Regions from separate parts of the Mus musculus genome. Here regions 2 and 3 are each linked to region 1. The links are chromatin contacts, called in public HiChIP or PLAC-seq and promoter capture Hi-C maps. All regions are on one chromosome and are shown on one strand. Each heading gives the region's core, a stretch centred on a gene start, on an enhancer-like site or on the middle of the called end of the contact. The rest is flanking DNA. Distances are from core to core; before and after follow the strand shown. Region 1 holds the start of Rasl11a (RAS-like, family 11, member A). Region 2 holds the start of 2900089D17Rik (a long non-coding RNA gene). Region 3 holds the start of Hmgb1 (high mobility group box 1).

Region 1 (2,576 bases), core at 22-2,521:
CTTCTCAGTTATGGCCTCAGAGAGCTCAATCAAGCTTGTCAGAGCCTGGCATAGATTAGGAAGAACAGGAGTATGTGGCATCGGGGGCAGTGTCTGGGGAAAAAGGGGAGGGAGGGGGGCTGAAGAGATGGCTCAGCTGTTAAAAGCACTGGCTGCTCTTCCAGAGGTCCTGAGTTCAATTCCCAGCAACCACATAATGGCTCACAACCATTTATAATGGGATCTGATGCCCACTTCTGGCATGCAGGTGTACATGCAGATAGAATACCCATGAAAGTAAATAAATCTTTTGAAAGAAAAGTCTGTTGGAGCGAGCCATTGAGTTCTGTGTGATTTGTCATGCCGTTCAAGCTACCTGATAAAACTAAGAAGGAAAAAGGGAAAGAATGAGGGTAGGACTGTCTAGACAATTGGGCAGATGAGACTAAAACACAGCCTTGTCATGGTGGCATCCAAGAACAAGGCCATGTTTATCTTCTGGGCCCTTCTCCCCACGCCCTATCCTGAGTTCCACCATGTACCTACCAGGAAATCTTTGAATAGTAAGGTAGGTCCAGGCCCCAAGTGTGTTGCTCATTGAATTTGAGTAAATCTGTTCACAGCAGAAAGGGGCTGTGTTTGGATGCTGAGCTGTGGGCATGACTGCCCCCTAAGGGAGTTCACAGGGAAGTGACTGCAATTACCTTGATTCATACTCAATTAGTTAATTAGGAACCTTGCCCTGGCTCTACCCATTTCCTCAGTGATGTCACCCCTCAGGACCCTTTTAAATTTTTTAGTTGTTTATATTTGAGACCGGGTTTTACGTAGTCCAAACTGGCCTTGAACTCAAACCCTCTATGTGACCAAGAATAACCTTAAACTTCTGACCCTCCTGCCTCTACCCGCTAAGCGCTAGGATAGCATGCCAGTGTGCCACCACACTCAGTGTACAGGATGCTGAAGATCAAAATCAGGGTTCTCATTAGGACTGTTTGACAAAGACACAAAAAGGGATCTCTTTCCCATTGTCCTAGAAACATCCAGCCAATTGAAACTTTTGCTCTTTCGGTGGCTCAGATTCATGCTCTAGGCTGGTGCTCCAGACTGGAGGCTGCCTCCAGGACACGGCAAATACAATTTGAGCAAAGGCCTCCCCTGGGCTGCACCGGGAGGAACCCGCGCAGCTGGGCGGGCAGAGCGCGTCAGGCAGCCTTGAGGAGCGCACGCCCGCGGGTGACAGTCCCCTGCTCGGGCGCTGCTCCCACCCTTCCAGGAAGGGGCGGGGAAAAGGAGGCGCCAGAGGCAGCCACCGCGCTCCCGGAGCTCTTTAAAATCCAAGAGCCTGGGCAGCACCGCTGGCCGCGCCACATCCCGGCGCTGTTGTGTCCGCGCGTATCCAGGCGGCTCTCGTGCAACGCGGTCTCGGGACGCGCCCATGCGGCCGCTCACCATGTCTGGGCACTTTCTGCTGGCCCCCATCCCGGAGTCCTCCTCTGACTACCTCCTGCCCAAGGACATCAAGCTGGCCGTGCTGGGAGCGGGTTGTGTGGGCAAGAGCGGTAAGTGGGACAAAGGCGCGCAAAGCCGCCCAGGGACAGCGGAGGGTCTTCACCCGCAGGGATGCCGGGATGCCGGGATGCCGGGATGCAGGAAGACCCCTGCCTGTTGCTTCAGAGGTCCATTTCTGAGCTCTGGACGGGGTTGGTGCCTGTTGAGTGTCGCTCTAGTCCGGTCCATCACATTCCGCGGGGAAAGGCACTCCGCGGTGGCGGGGCTTTGTCCCGGGAACCTGGGGGGACGCGTGCTGTTCCTTTGAGGGCCCAGTTTGGAACAGCTTGACCCACTTCTTCAGCTGATTTTCCTACTTTATTTTTTCAGCAATGATTGTGCGCTTCTTGACCAAGAGATTCATCGGCGACTACGAACCCAACACAGGCAAGAATGTTTCCGTGCTTCCTGGCTCTTGTACTTGTATCTCTTTGCCCTCCCCACCCCTCTCTCTTTATTTTGCTCATGGGGCCGTGGGAACTTAGATGCAAATTCCTCTTCGTTGTACAGGCAAACTGTATTCGAGACTCGTCTATGTGGAGGGGGACCAGCTATCCCTACAGATCCAGGACACTCCGGGAGGCATTCAGGTAAGGACTGTCAGGAGGGTATGTGGTGCAGGCTGAGGTGTTTGGCTCCAGGATCTCAGTGAGATGTCTCAGCATGCCCAATATGTAGGTGTGGGCACACAAGGTGTGCTGAGGGTTGGGATGTTGGATGCCCTCCTAGGTGGCAAGAAATGGTTGATTAGAACTAGTTTCCTCTTAAATGCTAATTATAATTAGTTAATTATTTTAAAGATTGCTGTGTAGCCCTGGCTGGTTTGTAGTTCAGGTTTGCTTGGACTCCTTATAATCTTTGATGCCTCAGCCTCCCAAGTGTTGGGATTACAGGCTGAGCCACCCCCTCCCAGCAGTAGCCCTGACTGACCACTGGTGCCCGAGCTGCCTAGGCGGGCGGGCATTGACACTTTCAGAGCACATCCTGGGACAATCTAAAAACCACAGCCTTGGAACTAAGGGTCCAGTTCAGTAGTAAGGATTCCT
Region 2 (2,576 bases), core at 23-2,522, 2.6 Mb before region 1:
GGAACCCACTCTCGAAAGTTATTTATTCTCTGGCTTCCAAATGCGTGCCCACTCATATAAACACACCCTCCCCCCAAATAATTGTAACAAACATTATTATTATTATTTTTAGAAAAAAAGCAAAAGCTAAAGGAGGCCAGGATCTTGTTGGGTCTCCGGCCGTGGCCGGGAGTCAGAACTTCTCTGGAAGTCCAAGATCCATTGTGGGGCGGGACTGAACGAGGACAACACCCCGCCAGCGGCAGCCGCTGAGGCGTCTTTAAGACGCCCTCGCCCAAACCCCGCCCACAGCCCCGCCCCGCCCCGCCCACGTGACCCCGATCTTGTGACCGGCGGGAGGGCGGGGAACCCTTGGCGCGCCCGCCCCGCCCGGCGCGCGCCTCACTGGGCCGAGCTGCCCGGGACACCGCCGTCGCCGCTACCGCCGCCATCCCCGCCGGGCCGAAGGAAGCGAGCCGGGCCGGAGCTGGCGGGCGCGCGGCCCCGGGGGCCGCGATGGACCACAAGCCCCTGTTGCAGGAGCGCCCGCCCGCCTACAACCTGGAGGCCGGCCAGGGCGACTACGCGTGCGGCCCGCACGGCTACGGGGCCATCCCCACCGCGCCCCCGCCGCCGCCCTACCCCTACCTCGTCACAGGTGGGCCCGCAGCTCTTCGGGGTCCCCGAACGGCCTCCGGGCCAAGCACCGCGCTGTCCCCGGCGCGGGCCTGCCGGGGGGGCAGCTGCTACCCGGAGCGCCCTGCCCGGCCAGGCCCTGCCCCGGTGGCCGTGAACTTAGTGTCGGAGGGTTCACACTTGGCTTCTAGAGCCCACCCGCAGGCGCGCTCAGCCCCGTTGGAGGCGGGGAGGACGGGGGCTAAGGGGGAGGGAGGGAGGAGAGGAGGAGGGCCGAGTCGCCCGGGGCTGATCAGCACTCCGCTCCCACAGGGATCCCCACCAGCCACCCCCGGGTCTATAACATCCACAGTCGAACGGTCACCCGGTATCCTGCCAACTCCATCGTCGTGGTCGGAGGCTGCCCGGTCTGCAGGTAAGTCTCTAGCCTGGGGGTGGGGGGTGGCGGCGGAGAACGCACGTGCCGGAATCTTGCAAAAGGCCAGCGGGGGTGGGATGGGGTGGGGTCACAGCCCGGCTCCTGTCTCAGAGGGAAGTCCCGCAGGGGAGGGACTGCAGTGGGAGAAGGTGGGGTCACTCACCCCTGGCTCTGAATTTACTTTATGCGGCAGAAGGATGGGTTCCCTTTTCTGTGGGGAGTTGAGTGCATTTGGGAGGCATGGCACCCGGAGTGCGTGGGACGCAGGAATGTTAACAATGGAGACTGATGGTCTTTCCTCCCTAGTACTGGAGATCCGCAGCGAATCAGGGTTTGTTTTGTTAGGTTTTTTTCCTCCAGTTTCCGCAAGTGTGTCCAGTACTAAGGAGATATTGGGACTTGAGTCCGCAGGCCAGTATGCCAAAGGACTTAGGAGATCCAAGTGGCCAGCAGAGAGCAAAGGCTGTGAGGGTGCAGAATGACGACCAGGGCTTAACAACTCCTGGCCACTAGCTGGCCCAGGAGGAAACCCCGTGCTTCTTTGTTCCGGGCTGGAGTGGTTTTGTTGTTGTGGCTGTTTTACCCTCAAACTGGAGCTGACAGAAACTTTGTGGGGACTTTATGGAAGGTGAGAGATGCAGCCAGGCTCATTCTAGGCAGGCTTTGAGGATTCGGCTTCCAAGTTGGACTTGGCCACTCACCCGGGGATGGGCCAGGTACAGCTCGTGCAGGGCAGGGTTTCAGCCTTTGTCTGGCAGGGGGAAGTTCCAAGTCTCTGAGATGGAATTAAGAAACCCTTGTTTGGACTTAGCTTTCGTTTCAAAAGTGTGTGTCAGAGGCGCAGAGTGGAGCCATAAGGAAGTTAATGATTTTGGAAACTTGCGAGTGGCCTCACAAGAGATGACTGAGGGTGGAAGACACTGGACCCTCGGTTGATCATGTGCTTGGGGGAAGAAGGCTGAAGGCCAGTTAGTTAGAGTCCTCCTTCAGGGACCCAAGTGACTTGGCTTTTGGAGCTGGTGCAGGGGAGAGGAGTGGGACTCAGCTGCTTCCTCTAGCTGTAGATGGGGTGGCTCTCTGATAGCTTGGTCTTGCTGGCCGCCTCTCTCTCTGCAAGCTTTCCACCTGAGGGCTTGAGGCACACCAAAGAGGGAGCATAGACTGGGAGGTGGTCCTAGCTTGTTGAGCCAAGGGGATTAGTATAGGGTCTCCTGTGCAGAGAGAGAGCCACTGGGAACAGAAGGGGGTTAGTTGTATGGAGGTGGGAGACTTCCTGTGTGGCCTTGAGGCTAGTCCCTGCATGGGAATTCTCAGAGCCCTGAGGATGGGACAAATATTAGCTGAACTCTCAGATTTAAGGAGAGGTCTCATAGGGGTAGGTGGCAAGCAGGCAGGAAGGTGGGGAGAGGCATAGCAGTGCAGGGGGCTCACTAGGATTTCATGTCTGCTTGTTCCAGCAACCAGATCCTGGCCCTACCACAGTCAGCTGGGTTTGTTTCTGTTTTTTTTCCTCTCCCCCAGTGGACAGGAGTGTTCCCATGAG
Region 3 (2,576 bases), core at 24-2,523, 2.2 Mb after region 1:
TGGCTCCGCCCGCGGCCGCCAGGGCCGGGCGCACGGAATGGCCGCTGCGCGTCTTCCCCGCCTGCGCCGCCGCCGCGAGGGCGAGCGCGAGCGAGAATATGGCTCCTTCCCTTTGTGTGTGCGCGCGTGTGAGTGTGTGTGTGTGTGTATGTGTGTGTGAGTGTGCGAGGAGACCGAGGCGCGCGGCGGGCGGGCGGGGCGCTGGCGCACTCGCCATGGCGGCGGGGGAGGGGCGGGGGGCGCGCGGCTCCCCTCCCCCCGCGGCCCCCGCGCCGTCTCCCTCCGCGCGCCCCGCCGCCCCCGCACGGAGAACGCGGGGCCGGGGAGAGAGAGAGACTGAGAGAGAGAGAGAGGAGAGGAAGAGAGGGGAGCGAGAGGAGAGAGGGGGGGAAAAAAAAAAGTTGCCTCAGAACTGCTGCGCCCAGCTTCCCCCGCCCGCCCGCCCGCCTTGTTTTCTCTCCAGCCAGCAGCGCCCGGCCGAGTCAGCCATGTTCCAGCGAGCGCAGCGGCGCCGCTCCCCCCCACACGGCCGCCCCGCTCGCCCGCCGCCTCACCCGGCCCGAGCCGCCCCGCACGGCCGCCCCCGGCCCACCCGCGGCCGCCCTCGCCCGCAGCGGCGCCCCGCCCGCCGCCCCGCGCTCCCCGCCGCGGCCGCCCATACAGCGGGGAAGCGCCGCTGCCCGCCGGCTCGCTCGCTCCGCGCACGCCGCCTGCCCGAAACGCTCGGCCCTGGGGGCCACAAACACGTTTTGGGGAAAAAAAATTTTTTTTAAATAATCCGGAACACGAACACACACACAGGCAGACACAAAACAAAAAAAAAATTTTTTTTTTTTTGCGCCAGTGAAGCGCGGACGGCGCCGCGGGTGTGAAGTGGCGGCCGCCTGAGGCCCCGCGACTCGGCTCGGCTCCGCTCGGCGCGGCACGGCGCGGGGCAGCGTTCGCGGCAGCGGCCGGCGGAGCCTCGCTCCGTGCGCAGTTCCCCCCACGGTCCCCCCTCATTTGCCTTTGTGTGGAGCCTGACCCGCCGGCTCCGGGCCGCGGGGATCCGGCCGCCGCGCAGGCGACCAGGCTACCCGAGGCGCTCTCCCCGCCGCCGCGCCGCCCCGCACTCACCCTCCGCGAGGCACAGAGTCGCCCAGTGCCCGTCCGGCTCGCGCTTGCCCCGGCGCTGTCTCTATGGAGCTCAATGTACTGCAATGGCTGTGAGAGCGGGAGCCAGACGCAGCCTCCTCACTCTCTCCGCTCTGTAACATTACTCTCCAGCCAGCGCGCCTCCTATTGGCTACCGCCAACTCACCAGGCCCGTTCATTGGCCCGTTCCCTCCCATTGTCCTGACCAGAGCCCGCGCGCCATTGGCTGTCTGCGAGGACACGTCACCGAGGATTGAAACAGCGCGCAAATCTGAATGTGTGTGTGTGTGCCGGGCCGAGAGGCTGAGGCGGGAGAGGCAGCGGCAGAGGCAGCAGCTGCTACGGGAAAGCGGAGCTCTATGGTGTCTCTGTGCCTGCGCCTGCCCCGAGCCAGCCCCACGCCCGAGCCGCGGCGCGCGCGGCCAGGGCCCGGCTCCGCCGCAGCCACGGCTGCGTCCCCAGGCCCGGGCGCCTCCCCGCAGGCCCGCCCCCCCTCCCGCTCCACGCTCCCGCCCCGAGCCGTTGGGATGTGCGGCCCGTGCTTGGGGATGCCTCCCCGAGTGGGGTGACTGCTCGGGGGGGCCTGTGGCCCAAACACGGGGGCCTCTGCGGGCTCCGGGACGGCCGTGCTGCTGCAGCCCACCACAAGACACCCCTCCCCGGGACTGCCCGCCTAACGTGCCCACCCTGCCCAGAAGCCTAGTCTGCACCCGCCAGCAGGCGTCCAGTTGCACCCCTTCTTCTGGGTTTGCTCGGGTTTCCCCCAGTACTTCTCGAACTTTTTTTTTTTTTTTCCTTTTGGTGAGACACAAAGCACTGTTTTGAACTTCCCGGACACCAAAGCCTTATACCAGGGAATTAATGCACAGCCACTGGGGTTTGATACTGGCTGTTCTCAGAAAATGTTTGGGGGGGGGCCCAGCTAGAATTAGCAAGTTCTTTAAAGACCTCATTGCCCCACCCCCATACACACACATACACACACACACACACACACACACACACACACAGACGCTGTTTTCTGTGACTCGGTGTGGATTACTGTTAGAATCAAATGAATCTTTGTGATTGCTATCTTGCCTCCGATCACACCACTTAGTGCATACATGTACCTGCTCTAGGGTTACCAGACATTTAGGGCTACTGTTACCTGAGGGATTAGAAGCAGTCGGAGAGTGCTTGGGCCCAAACCCACAGGCCATGCTTTTTCCTGCTCTTCAAGTTGGCTGATCATTCTTAGGTATGCAGAGAAAAATAGCCAGGCTGGCTCTAAAGGCCACAGGCTTCCATCAATCTTTGATGAATCTAACAGCTCTTTCTTTCTGGTGAGCACAGCACCTCTCTTCACTTCAAAACAAATGTCCCCCATTTTTTTTTTTTAAAATCCTGGCTCCTATACACTTCTCAACTAAGAAACAAAGAATTCCTCCAAAATGCACTTG

The links. Promoter capture Hi-C pulls out the DNA fragments that hold promoters and counts their contacts. HiChIP or PLAC-seq counts read pairs in DNA pulled down with a chosen protein or histone mark.
Region 2: an H3K27ac HiChIP or PLAC-seq map of bone marrow-derived dendritic cells shows a contact between it and region 1, with 14 times the contacts expected there. The contact joins the promoter of 2900089D17Rik here to the promoter of Rasl11a in region 1. A contact is called at or near these places in 1 of 39 promoter capture datasets (embryonic stem cells) and 1 of 115 datasets of contacts at active chromatin or transcription factors (bone marrow-derived dendritic cells).
Region 3: a promoter capture Hi-C map of liver shows a contact between it and region 1, with 4 times the contacts expected there. The contact joins the promoter of Hmgb1 here to the promoter of Rasl11a in region 1. A contact is called at or near these places in 1 of 39 promoter capture datasets (liver) and 1 of 115 datasets of contacts at active chromatin or transcription factors (astrocytes).

Annotation. Positions count from the first base shown.
Region 1 is chr5:146,843,800-146,846,375 of GRCm38.p6, forward strand. Rasl11a (RAS-like, family 11, member A) reads left to right here and starts at 1,272. Exons shown (of 4, transcript NM_026864.1): 1 at 1,272-1,541; 2 at 1,861-1,917; 3 at 2,041-2,120. The coding sequence starts at 1,418.
Region 2 is chr5:144,254,883-144,257,458 of GRCm38.p6, forward strand. 2900089D17Rik (a long non-coding RNA gene) reads right to left here and starts at 1,273. Exons shown (of 3, transcript XR_868683.3): 1 at 1,197-1,273. It overlaps Bri3 (brain protein I3), which reads left to right and starts at 343. Exons shown (of 3, transcript NM_018772.4): 1 at 343-637; 2 at 928-1,030. The coding sequence starts at 496.
Region 3 is chr5:149,051,784-149,054,359 of GRCm38.p6, forward strand. Hmgb1 (high mobility group box 1) reads right to left here and starts at 1,274. Exons shown (of 5, transcript NM_010439.4): 1 at 1,117-1,274.